Regions from separate parts of the Mus musculus genome. Here all the other regions are linked to region 3. The links are chromatin contacts, called in public HiChIP or PLAC-seq and promoter capture Hi-C maps. All regions are on one chromosome and are shown on one strand. The core of a region is the stretch at or near the end of the contact, and the rest is flanking DNA. Distances in the headings are between cores, read along the strand shown. Region 1 holds the start of Tmigd3 (transmembrane and immunoglobulin domain containing 3). Region 2 overlaps Gm40118 (a long non-coding RNA gene). Region 3 holds the start of Kcnd3os (potassium voltage-gated channel, Shal-related family, member 3, opposite strand).

Region 1 (4,090 bases), core at 1,373-3,872, 420 kb after region 3:
TGCTACAGAACAGCACTGTCAGCTGACTTCTACAGAGCTGGCTTGGAAAGTTCCCTTCTTGTCAGGTCACCACACAGAACTTGTATTCAGAAAAACCTATGTAAAGTTCAAGGCCCTCGAAAGGCCACTGGGCAACAGTCCAATTCTTCTGTAGCTCAGTAGCCTTTTCCTGGAGGAATGCCAGGGGCCCTGACGACCTTTTCATTCTCCAGGGCATTTAGATTGGAGACATGGTTTTGGACAATTCTAATTTCTTGAGACTGTAGATACTGTGGTTGTCACACAGATGAAATGGCCTTAAAACCGATGCAGACCCAATGGGCTTGGTTCCCGGGGCATCCAAGGAGAAAAACATACATGTAGGACATATTGTGTGGTGGCAAGTGTCTAGCCCAAAGATGAGGGGAGTAGGTTGGCTCAGCAGCCAGGATGAAAGAGAGACATGCTTATGAGGAAATTTCCTCAGACCCTACTGGGATCTATCAGTCACAGACTAACAAGGGGTGTATGGAAAGAAGGTGGTAATACCAAAGCTTCCAAAGGCACACAGGCCATTCGTGATGACTTTGCCAGGCCACCACCCCCTCCCACATATGGTGAATGAGAGCAAGAATGATTATGTTTTTCAGCGAAGTTGTATCATCTGTACACATGGTAGGCCTGTGGGGGGTTGGGGTGGGGGTTGGTTTTCAGCTGAGGACTGACCTCAAGTCTATGTATTCTAGACAAGAGTTCTTGGATATATTTAAAGGCAAAAAGTGCATGCATATATATATATATACATATATATATATACATGTGTGTGTATACATAGATATACATATACATATACATATACATACACATACACATACACATACACATACACATACACATACACATATACATCATATACATATACATATACATATACATATACATATACATATACATATACATATACATATATATATGAAAAGGACAGGAGAGTTATGAATCTCATGATGACCTTCAATGTTCTCTTTAGCCAAGGATTGTGGGTCCGTGATTCACCCACTGTTGGAGTTGAGGTGTTGGGCACAGCTGCTGAGGAGGCAACATGTGGGGAGTGTTTAACTGTCTCCCTGTGTCACCACTATCCAGTGCTGAGCTTTAGGGAAGCATCCAAACACTGCTCAGGGGGTGGGAAGACATAGTCTAAGATGGAGGGGGCCAAAGTTGGGGTTCCCTGACTCTTGGGCACCCAGTCAGCACTGGGGTGTTGCACAGAAGAGTCAGAAACGAAGGATGGGAGTCCATGGCCCCAAGATGAGGGCATGGAGGCCCGTGTGCTGAGGATGAATTCGATGATGAACCTAGGCAGGGGAAATGGGCGACTCAGGTTTAGCTCATCAGTGAAGGTAGCAATGGTTGTCTGGAAGCACAGAGAGGCCTTCTACGGGAGACTTAGGCTGCAGCTCTGTAGGTGAAGGCCTTCTCCATGCTCCTGCTCCTATGGTTTCAATGGAAGAGACAGTCCATGTTTATCCATACTATGTATTGACTGTTCATCATGGGAGATGGATGTGTATCAACTTCTCAAGGTGGGCCAGAGATTAAGTTTCTTTTGCAGGAGGAATGTCCAGGAAGGAGAGCTTATTGGCTAAACCCTCGGGGCCTCAAGGTATCTCATTAGCACGGTGAACTCTGTTTTGGGCTACTTGACCAGCATGGGGAGTGTGGGCACGTGTTCCAGGGTAGGAATCTGGCAGGGAGCAGGGAGGTGCCTACCATCTCTGGTGTGTACCCAAGTGCTAGACTCTCAGACCTGCTCTGTCTTACCAAGCTTCCTAGCATGGTCCACTGTCCCACGAAGGATGACCTTGAACTTTTGTTCTTCCTTCTTCTACCTCCTAAGCATTGCAATCATAGGCTGTATTACTACATGTAGTGCATGCGGTACTAAGATCAAATCCAGTGCTCCATGCATGCTAGGCACTCTACCAATGGAGCTGCATCCCCAGCCCAAGAAGTGAATTTTTAATTAGCAGTATCAACCAGGCATGCTTAATTTTTGGCTCCAGTCATTCTTTTTTTTTTTAATTGTGGAAATGTCACATGAACTAACAAAGAAGTTGTCTGAAGGTTTCTTTTTAAATTAAAGAATTTAAGAACACTTTAATATTCAGGCATTTAAAGAAAATGATAAGACTTTAATAGTAGTAAGGGTATGTGGTTAGAGGAATTACCTTGAATAAGTCATAAAGATCACTCCTATTTTCACCCTGGTTGTCATGGACCCCACGTGGCTCGTATCCCTTATTATGCCAGTTTTTAAAAAAATTATTATTATTAAGATTTGTGAATTCCAAATCAGACATGTCTTCCTTAGTTGTGGTGAAATAAAACTGATTTTCTTGAAATTGCTCTTTTAGACACTGTAAGTTTAAATTGCCTTCTTTCTAAAATTTTCCAAGTCATCACAAAAGGCCTAGAGTTCTCTGACAGTTTGCTGTAAGAGGCTTCACGGTGCTACATGGACTTTTTGGCAAACATGGCTTTGATTTCTCCCAGAGAGAAGTTTCCCCTTTAAAAGCCTGCTCTGTGATCATAATTGATCACAGACAAGCACCTGTGTCATAATTGCTGCTGACATAGCAGCCCGCATCACCGGAGGATGCCTGGGTGTCAGCTTGCCTTCAGGTGCTCAGCTAGACTTCATCAAGCACATGTGGAGAGCTCTGTATTAGGTTAATGTGCTAACATTAACACTGGTGAGCAAAGTATGATCCTCGTGCTCAAAACGCTGAGAATCCAGGTAAGCAGAGCAGATAAGCAAAGATGCTTACGGCCCTTCAATCAGTCTTGGACTGGAAGTGAATGATCAGAGTTAGGAGACGATATTATCCCGACATTGGATAATAAGACTTTTAAAGTGAGTAGGTGACTCCTGATCCTAGACCTAGAGGGATTAGTTTAACTTTACCAAGAATGAGTGGAACTGGTGTCTGTCATGTTATATGTCTGTAATCCCAGCACTTGATGGCCAAGGCAGAATCATGAGTTCAAATCCCCCCATCTTGGGCTTGTCAGAGAGATTGGGTTCGGGGGTAGGGGAGAGAAAGGGGAGAATTATGGTAAAATAGGACCTAACTAGATGGCTCAGCAGGTATAGGTACTTGCTGCCAAGCCTGAGGACTTGAGTTCAATCCCAGGGACACCACAGAGGAATCCTGTAAGGAGCCTACTCCTTATACAACCACGATCACCTGCTCAGGAGTGGCACCACCCACAGTGGTCTGGGCCCTCCCACATCAATCATTCATCGAGAAAATGCCCCCATAGACATGCCCACAAGCCAATGTGATGGAGGCAGTTCCTCAGTTGTAATTCTTTCTTCCCAGATACGTTGAGGTTTGTGTCAAACTCACCAAAACTAACCACAGGTTAGAATTGAAACATGACCTCACCCTAAGAATTCAGACCCCAGTGACAAAAAGGAATGACAGGCTGAAGGGTGTGTGGGATGACGTGGCTTCAAAGACCAAGAGATTAACCAGCCTCTGTCGACTGTGCAGGATAAAAAACGTTCTTCTTTCCTGAGTTCAGGACTTAGTTGCATTCACGGAATAGCAAATGTTAATAAAGCTAACACCTAGTAAAAAGGGAGGACAAGAGTATGGCTTATCTGGGGCTGGGGGCTGGGGTAGAGTGGGGGACTACCTTCTTAGATGCTGCTTTGGTATCCTCACCTCAGTGTGCCTGGCTAAGATCACTGTAGTCTTAGGAATCTGGAATGCTGTTCCTTTGCTGATAAGTCATTCTCCTAAAAAAATAAATAAATAAGCAGATATACAAGACAAAAAAAAAAAAAAAGTCTAGCCCTTTTGCTGGTGTAAGCAAAGAAGACAGATGCTCGAAGCACGGAGTCTAAAGAACTCGGGAGCTGACAAGCTGTGTCTCCTTGGCATAGAGGATCCCATTGCCATAAATGGAAGTGGCGTTTCAAGTGTTGTTTTTGCCAGGTCTCCCGGACTTAAATGGAACTAAATGCTCTTGCAAAGATGGAGAAGAGAATGAAGGAGAGGAGGGGGCGTGTCTGGGCATGGAAACTGGCTGCCAGCCCTTGCTC
Region 2 (4,321 bases), core at 154-2,653, 340 kb before region 3:
ACAAGTGATGGCTAATGATACCACAGCTGTGGCCTCCCAGCCTTTCAGACTTGCAGCATAATGCCCTGGAACTCTCCCCAGTCAATGATAGTCTTCAGCATCTTCCATTCTCCCAGGGGTGAGGCAGGGGGTAGGCAGGGGCTTCTGCAGCTTTCTAGGTTTGTTCCCTGTTTCCTGTCAAGGACTTGCCCATTCTTTTTCATGTCTATGTCTGGGCAAATGCTGCTTTCTGGCCCTCCATGCCTCCTCCTTCTCCCCTACCCAGCTATTTTTGACTCACAGTTCAGGGCAGGGCAGGCCTGGCCTGCTCCATGTAACTTTCTCTGACTCTCTGACAAAATCAGTTTCCTGCTCACGTGTGTTCTCAAAGCATTTTGCAGAGACCTGCTGATGTCTAATCAAGCCAAGTTATAGCGGTTTATGTTTCTGTCATCAGACTGTGAACTCTTAGAAATAGAGGACCTTGTTTTCTCCCCAGGGCAAGAAATGCAGTATCCCATGAGCAGCTTTTGAATACTTGGAGGCAGGGCAGAAAAGATACAGCACAGACAACCAGGCTATGTTTAAGACTCTATAAGTTGCTCAACAGCTTGTACCTATGGAAGGAAAAGTCCTTCATGAGATAAGGCATGGAAAGAGATACACATTCAAGGCCATTTATTGACTGGTATATGGGGCACATCCATTCTTCTCAGATCCAGTTTCTTGCTCTGGAGGAAAGTATTGTTGTCTCACGGTGTTAGAGCAAGGATAGCGCAGTTACTCACTTTCCACATCCTGGCTCCTTCCCTTCTCAGCACCAGCCTCCTTCGGAATCGGGTAAGCCTATGACTAATCATATCACTGGGCAGAATGGATATTTTCATTCCCAGGTCTGATACACAGAGACCTCTCTTGTGGCCCTCCATACTATTGCATTCCCTACCTGAGGACTGGAAGGTAAGTACTCCGGCTCTAGGTGTTGACAGAGGCACACGAAAGGAGCCTTGGCCCTCTGCCTCTGTGACAGATTTTCCTTCCTGCCAGGCTCACCTCCATCTGCCTTCAACTGTGATGAAAACAGAAACACTTTGATTCTGTTAGGCTGCTGAAATTTTGGGGTCATTCTTTGTAGCATTTAGCCTACTTTTGACAGAGTTTAAACAGATAAAAATTCCTCAGACACTTCAAAGAGCTACACTAGTGTTACTGGTTATTATTATAGCTTTTATTCTACAAAACCTTCTGAGAGCACAGCTGGGGACTTCTTTCCAGGCTTTATATAGTTCTCCAACCTTTTCTAGGATGGAAAGGACCAAGGGAGAGCTCTGGACCATATGCAGTGGTCTGACTAAGCACTCCTTTGTAGAGCCAGGCTCACTTCCAGGAAGAGTTCTGATTGGCTGGTCCCTCATGCACAAAGCAGCAGGCCTATATCAGAACAGACACTAGATGGCAGCATGCGGCACAGTGGGGGTACATCTGATGGGCCTGAGGCTATCTGTATCCTCTGCTCACAGGGTGAGCATTTTAGGGCTAAAGAAAAGGGGAATGGAATTGAACCAGTTGTCAGCAGGCCCTGAGAGACTTGGTTGATCGTGTGAACCCCTCAGAACTCTGTTCCCTTCACACAGGGGTGCTTTCACTGTTTATCCTGGTTGACGTGTGTGTGTGTGTGTGTGTGTGTGTGTGTGTGTGTGTTTGTGTGTACACATGTGTCTATAAATCAGAGGTCAATATCATGGACCTTCCTCCATTGCTCTCCATTTAATTATTTGTGACAGTCTCTCACTGAAGCTGGAGCTTACTCTTTTCGGCTAGTTTGGCTGCCCAGCAGGCTCTGGGGAATCCTCCTCTCTCTGTTTCCCTATGTTGGGATGATTGGCAGACACTGCCATACCTTGCTTTTTGAGATGAGTCCTGGGGATTTGAATTCAGGGCCTCAGGCTTTTTCAGCAAGTGTGTCATTGCCAGAGCTACCTCCCCAGGCCCCTATGTGGAATCACTGCAGATACTGATGTCCTAGGATGTGGGCAGACAGTGGAGTGTAATACGGATGGATCAGTCTCCTGGACCCTTTCTCTAAGGATGCTACCTATAGGATGACACTACTGACTCACAGAAGAAAGAGAGAAGGAAAGGGGCCTGGCTTACCTTGGTCACCAGTTCTGGTCCAGATATTTTATCTGCATAAACTCTTTTTAATCTTCAAAACTCTGAGATAGGTATGATTTTTGTTCTGAGAGATTAAGAGGCTGAGATCTAGGTAGCTAGAGGAACTTGCCAGGATCCCATAGCTTGTGAGTATTAGAGCCATAACTCAAACTCTCTGACTTAGAAGCATCATACCTTGCAGCCTTGCCATCAGATCCTAGGTATACTCCCTTCACCAGAGCTGAGAAAAGGACTCCCTGCCCAACTCAGCTAGGATTCCCTATGGCTCTGGCTCCTTCACCAGCAAGTCTATCTATGGCATTTGATCTTCCTGAGTTTGAGAGTTACTCCTTTCCAGTGAGCAAAGGAACTCTCAGACCAGTAGGGAGAGGCTATCAGAAAAGGAAGATGGGGAAAAGGCAGGGTAAGTGGATCTAAAGGAGTGCATGTAATGGAGGTAACACTGTAAGAGCTTTGCAAGTGGCTTCTGAAGGCCATTAGGAATCAGAGCTGAAGCATGCTCCAGCACACCTGGGGATGGAGACTCTTTTCTCTGCCCTTTGCCTGTTGGCATCTGGAACTAAAGTGCCCAGAGGTTCCATATACTTACTAAGAGGTTCTTGGACTTCTGTTTTGTGCACGTTTCTATCTATGGATACGCAGCCCCAGTTCCGAACAAGCCACTTCTCCTACCTTCCTCTGAACATTCACAGCTTGCATCTTCCACACTAAGACCCCAGCTAGAGCCCTTTTTACTTTACAGTTTCTGAGTTCAGCTTGATCAGCAAAGGAAAGGGACTTAGTAAAAGGAAGAGAAAGAAGGGGATGAAGGAAGAAGTAACAGCTGAGAAGTTAAAATCTTGAAAGAAAGGAAATCTAGAAAGAAAGGGAGGAGGGAGACACTTAGCTTCCCTGCATCCTTCAGCTGGAGTTATGCTTTTCCAGGGTGAGAGGGAGGGGCAGACAACCTCTGGGTGTCCACGTGTCCTCCAACCCCTGGGAATCTAGGGGGCATAATGACATTTTGGTATAGAGCTGGTTCCTAGTTTATTCTGGAAACGGACAGTAGTTTCAGCTGTTCACAGTTGGGCTGCAGGGCTGGGGTTGTGGTTCAGTTGATAGAGTGCTGACCAGTAAGCAGCAAGCCTTGAGTTCAGTCCCCAGCACACCATAAAACCCAAGCACTGTGGCACATGCTGTAATCTCAGCACGTGTGGAAGTGCAGAGACAGGAGGACCAGGACATGGTGGCACATGCTGTAATCTCAGCACGTGTGGAAGTGCAAGTAGAGACAGGGGGACCAGGAGTTCAAGATCATCACTGGAGAGGCCAGTTAAGGCTACTAGAGACCCTGTCTCACAAACCAAACAAAACTATGGAGTAACAGATCATTTAAAACCTTGTCCCACTCTGAGTCTTCCTGTGGTCATGTGAGCCACGTCACGTGAGCATGTCAGCAGGTGCCTGCTTTGGGACGCGTGAGAGAAGTCATGCCCTGGTTTGTGAGGCTGCACTGAATGTCCTCACATGGGTTTCTGGCAGGCCTTCTGGGGCCATCCAGCCAAACTCCCCCAAGAGTCACCTGGCATGACAGTGCTGTTTGCCTTCTGCCAGCTGTCATTCCATTAGTGTTTGTGTCTAACCCAAAAGCCTTCAGCAGCAGCTAGCACCAAGTCTCTGTCCCTGGTTGGGAGGAGAAAATGCATTGAAAAGCAAATTGCTTTTCCAGTCACAGGTCTTTGGCTCTGGGAGGCTCCAGGCTGGGTAAAGAGAACAGCTGGAGTCCTCCAGGGAGGTTCCCCACACTCAGCCCCAGCTAGTTTTCCCAGAGCCTTTCTGCAGGCCAAGCTGCAAGAGAGGCAATGAAGATTCAGGCCAGTGGCTTGTGGAGAGGATGCACTTTGCGTATTTTTTTTTCCTGAGAACTGGAGTGAAGTAGGAATGAACAGCCCTAGGCCTGGAGGAAAACAGCTTGGTGACCTGAAGATGTGCCCACATTTGGCATTAAAGAGGGGAAGCTCTTCAGGCACTTTCATCAACCCTCCTGACACCACAATTTCGCTGTCGTGGAAAATCGAGATTCTGCATGGTGTTTTGAAGCTAATCTGTCAGGACCACTTGTTTATTTGATTTTTCCAAATACATTTCCTTTTAACAGAAGGAATGCCTTTAGTTACGCTCCTAATTT
Region 3 (4,569 bases), core at 1,449-3,948:
AGTTCACAGGCACTGCACTTAGATTGCCAAGTATGAGCATCTGAGGATCGGGATTGGAGGATGTGGGGCAGGGTGTGAGTGTCCTGTCTCCACAAATGGCTTACAAAGTCCCAGAGACCACAAGCTGTCACATTAGTAGACCACTCCAAGAGTCTAGTGGTGTTCCCTCCCTGACAGTTTGGGGGGCTCGATCCTGGAAGTACCTTTATGTTGCTGAACAATGGCAATGCCGTACAGGAAATTCAAACTTCGACAGAAATAAGATATTATATTTTCACTGCTCCAAAACTGGACAGAAGGTGTTAGATCAAAGGAAAATGTCACTACTGGGACCAGGCTTCTCAGAGACAGAGAACCTTCTCTCAGGAGTCAATTCAACTGAGATTTAAAAAACAAAAAAACAAAACAAAACCCCACCACCACTAGCAGTAGCAACAACAACAAAAACCTCTCCCAAATAGAGGAGGGAGGGAGAATCCTCGCCAGGGCCTTCCCTGAATTCTTCCAGGGTTGGCCAGGGAGTGGCAGTGTTGTTAATCATTAGTACTGTATGCAAATGAGTATGCAAATCTCACGGGGTTCTTGGACTCTGGGCAAATGTTAATGGGGTCCACACCCACCTCTTGAAGGGCCAATTGTACACCTTTCATACTGACAAACTTAAAGGAGCTTTGGTTAGGGTAAGTGAGCCTATGAAAAAGAAGCTCAGAAGTACTGGAGGCCCAGAGTAGCTGAGACCTCAATAACTACTCCTCGACTTGCACTTCTGGAACAGGATCGGTTTGCCACAAACCAGAAACCCTATTCTTGACTCACGCCTTCACCCTCTCCGCACATTTCTCTTTCCTCTGCTTTTGTGTTTCAGCACACACCTTTCCATACTCAGAGCTGCCATCTCTCAAGCCAAGGCGTTCCGGTCCGGGCAGAGGCACGAAGCTGCTTGCTTCGCGATCTCCAGGCTCGGGAGTCCCAGCACCCAGGCCGGAGACACAGGGAAAGCCGGCCACGGTTTGGCTTAGCAGCCAGGACTGGGCTCTACTCTGCTGCCGCGATGGTCCTGGGACTCTCAGCTGGATCCTATGCTCCCGTGGTTGTCCCACTCCTCACGCTGGGTCCGAGTACTAAGCAATAGATAACTCTGGGCTCTGGAAAGGATCCAGGGCCTGGGCCCGCTTTGGAAAGATAGAGAAATGAGAGTTCCTAAATCCCCAGTCTTAATTCTGGGTATTCGTGGTGGGGTATTGGAGCGAATCCTGACCTTCTGGCCATGTGTCAGAGGTCACTCCTGAACGACAGTGGCTCTTACGCGGAGATAAAGGCAGTTTGTCTTCCGTGGGATCTTCCCAGCTTTGGCAAACACACCTGACTGTTCAGGGTCAGCCTGTAAGCTTGCGCGGCGACCAGCTGCACCTCACTAGGTGACCAAGGAGAGGAGTTAGTTGCTCTACCGCGTGGACAGTGAATGGGAAACAGACAGCCAGTTAAGTGTACACACCCCACGCGCATACACGCCAGCGCTCCCTACCACCTCTTCCTAAGTCCCCAGCCACACACGCCCCCGAACTCACGATCACGCCGCACGCCCGGCTCCTCCCCCACCCCCAAGCCAAGCTCACCTTGCCACGCTCGCCCCATGCCCACCCTCGCCGGCACACGCGCTCACACTCGCGTCCGCACACTCCACTACCACCTCCAGGCACACCCTAGGATTCCTCCACTCTCCTGGGGAGACGCACCAGGCTCTGCCTAGTCTCCCCGCCTCCCCCCCCCCGCTGCAGCCCCCCCACTCACGCGCGCGCCCTACACACACACACACACACACACACACACACACACACACCCTCGCGCAGAGTCACTCCCCCTCGCACGCCCTCGCCCTGGGCACCCTCCGGCGGCTAGGCTCCCGGGTCCTCCTCCTCGCTCCCTCCGCAGCCTGGCCGCTCTGCTCTCTCGGGCCCGGCCTGGGGCCGCTCGGCCCGTGGGGATCGGTGGGGAGCGGAGGGCGCAGCCTCGCCGCCTCCCCCGGACTCTCCTCTCCGCCCCGCCCGCGCCGCGCCCCCACCGCCTCCTCGGGAGAGGCAGCCCGTGGCCGGCCCGGCTCCGCTCTGCCCGGCATCAGCGGCGGCGGGGGCAGGGAACGAGCGAACCGGAGCTCACGAGCCCGAGAGCGGAGCGGCTAGGCGGGGAGGGGACACGCTGCCAAGCCCGGGCTGGAGCGGCGGTGGCGGTGGCGGCGGCGGCGGCGGCGGCAGCGGGGGAGGAACGGCCCCACGGACGGACCGACGCACGAACCGACCGAGTGAAGGAGGGACGAGCGAGACTTCGCCGGCGAGGAGGAGCCGCCCGAGCGGCGGCTGCTGGGCGCTTCCCCGCGCTGCTGGGCGCTCTGCGCCTCGGCGGCCCCTGGCCTCAGCTTCCTCGCGCGCGCGGGGCGCGGGGCCTGGGGCTGGCTTCGGCGAAGGTAAGAGGGAAACGACCGAGCCTCCCAGAGACAGCAAGTGCGAGGAGCGCTGCTCCCACGCCTGTTGCTCCCGCTGCCCACGCGGCACCCTCCCACTCCCGCGCCCGGGTGGGTGGGCGCTGGGGCGCCGGAAGGATTGGGGGTGGGGCCGGGCCGTGGGGGAGCAAGCAGCCGGCCTGGGGGCGTCGGTTCCCTGGGCTGCAGAGCCACCTCCGGGCACTGGGGCGCCGAGAGGTTTGGGGGTGGGGGTGTGAACCTCTGCCCTCTTGCCATTGGCCTGCCTTCCCTCGCCGGGCGCCAGGAGCAGCGCCCCGGGACCTGGCTGCAGGTGGCGACGGTTTGCTCCGTCCCCGCTCTTTGTGAGCTGAGAAGAGAAATGGCTGAGAGTGGAAGCTGGGAGCCGTTTGGGGCGCTTTGCAAAGTTCTCCAGCCAGGCGAGCCTGTGTTTGCCTGTTAGAGGATGAGGCTGGTCCAGCTCGTCCTGCCTGGCACATCTTTTCTTTCCCGGGAAAGGTCCCATAAGTGTCCCGAGAGACCATAGGGAAGGGGGTTCAAATTTGTTTTAACAGAGTGTTTACACTAGGGATGGGCAGAGAAGTTACCTGGAAATCAACTAGATTCCTGTGCTTTCTTAGTGCTGGCATTTAATTCAGCCCACGTTGTTCTCCTTTTATCCCGGGCAGCCTTGATAAGTCAGCAACAGGCTGAGAGGTTCCAGACCTGAAATCAAGGCAAAGAAAGTCTCCGTGTATTTGACGGAGCCTCTGAACTTTCACGGGGTGATAGGCGGCACAATGCAATCAGTAATCAGGTTTTACAGGGTGGTCATGCATGAATGTAGGTGATGCTTGAATCGATGCCTTATTTACTGTTACTTCCAGGGAACCTGAAGGTTTAATCTCGGAAAGCGGGGGGAAGGGGGATTCTGGGCATTCATTCAATGCAAAGCGTGTGTACATTTCCCCATGTGGACACATACCGGCCCACTGAAAGGAGCTGATGTGTTTATTTTTTTTCCATGTTGCGTCTTGAATGCTATAAGACGTAAGTACACAAGGGACCTCCAGAGGAAGAACGATTAACAGCGGCTTCCTTTTGCCGTTGAGGAGGCTGGAGAAAGAGTTTGGGGAAACTGCACTGGCCATCCTAGGAGCTAGGAGAGGCACTGTAAAGAAGAGGATCTGCAGGTCCCAGGCCTGTGCCCCACGGGATCTCCAGCATGGCCCCCATGCTCATTTCATACCCAACAAAATCCCGCAGACACGGGACAGACTCCCTGGGGGCGTGAAACAGTTCCCCAGACCAGCTCTGATTTCTGAGGACTCTCCTCCGAGGTCATTGAAGGGCAGATCTTGGTGATGTGACTTTTTTTTTTTTGTTTGTTTTTCTGCTTTGTGTCTGTTCAGGTGAAATGGAAGTGTCAACCCCCCAGGACAGGAGGTCTGCCTTTTTTTTTTTTTTTTTTTTTGACCCTCTGCTTCTAAAATAGACGTTGCTTAGCAGGCAGCTGACTTTTTACAGCAGGAGAAAGTGTTCTCTTTTTCTTTTTCAGGATTTTTTCATGTTTGTCATTTCTGCATTTACCTGGTTTTAATCTCTCTCCCTCCTGCATCCCTACCTCACCCCACAGCCAAATCTTTCCTACTGTCAAACTCTTTTGCCACAAACAAAAATAGCTTCAGAGTTTTCATTTGTAAAGCACCCATGTCCTAGTAAAGCCGTGGTATGGGAGGCGTATGCGGTGCCATTGGCTGGAAATGGGGCCGCACTATAGCGCCTGTTGCAGGGTTCATACCCAGGCCAGCTCTGAGAGGCACTGGTGCTGTTAGGGGTGAGTGTTGCAGCAGGAACCTGTAAAAGTCCTGTTTAAGCCAGGTCATCCCTGCAGGGTTGTTGGGTGGGCGTGGCTGGTATGGACTTGAGGTTGTTGTCTGATAGACGATAGTCCTCTTCCAAACCGAGGTGTGTACATGTATGTCCATGTATGCACATATGCACATGTGCACAGAAAGCAGTAAAGGGGTAATTGCTATTTTCTTGGCACTCTAAACCTGAACGATAGGTTCTGAATCTCCGGAGATGATCTGGTACTTGCATGGGCCTTCTTG

Evidence for each region. Promoter capture Hi-C pulls out the DNA fragments that hold promoters and counts their contacts. HiChIP or PLAC-seq counts read pairs in DNA pulled down with a chosen protein or histone mark.
Region 1: a contact with region 3 is called in a promoter capture Hi-C map of second pharyngeal arch cranial neural crest. The contact joins the promoter of Tmigd3 here to the promoter of Kcnd3os in region 3. A contact is called at or near these places in 4 of 39 promoter capture datasets (cranial neural crest, embryonic stem cells, frontonasal cranial neural crest and 1 more) and 1 of 9 other capture datasets (pancreatic islet).
Region 2: an H3K4me3 HiChIP or PLAC-seq map of embryonic forebrain shows a contact between it and region 3, with 5 times the contacts expected there. The contact joins the enhancer-like site here to the promoter of Kcnd3os in region 3. A contact is called at or near these places in 13 of 39 promoter capture datasets (the 3T3-L1 cell line, the HPC-7 cell line, cranial neural crest and 7 more), 5 of 484 Hi-C or Micro-C datasets (the AtT-20 cell line, cerebral cortex, nephron progenitors and 2 more), 12 of 115 datasets of contacts at active chromatin or transcription factors (SST interneurons, embryonic forebrain, embryonic hindbrain and 5 more) and 1 of 9 other capture datasets (adipose tissue).

Annotation. Positions count from the first base shown.
Region 1 is chr3:105,868,236-105,872,325 of GRCm38.p6, forward strand. Tmigd3 (transmembrane and immunoglobulin domain containing 3) reads left to right here and starts at 2,623. Exons shown (of 7, transcript NM_027025.4): 1 at 2,623-2,776.
Region 2 is chr3:105,113,073-105,117,393 of GRCm38.p6, forward strand. All of the region lies in intron 1 of Gm40118 (a long non-coding RNA gene), which reads left to right. Among named protein-coding and RNA genes, the nearest start is that of Gm40118, 7.8 kb to the left of the region's middle. Within about 2 kb of position 1,404, at least 14 of the 459 cell types and tissues checked have an H3K27ac peak or open chromatin away from gene starts, as enhancers often do. A contact at or near this core is called in stem cell-derived neural stem cells, where this site is marked.
Region 3 is chr3:105,450,257-105,454,825 of GRCm38.p6, forward strand. It overlaps Kcnd3os (potassium voltage-gated channel, Shal-related family, member 3, opposite strand), which reads right to left and starts at 2,699. Exons shown (of 4, transcript NR_040759.1): 1 at 2,297-2,699; 2 at 1,259-1,414; 3 at 873-1,172. Kcnd3 (potassium voltage-gated channel, Shal-related family, member 3) reads left to right here and starts at 1,634. Exons shown (of 8, transcript NM_019931.2): 1 at 1,634-2,461.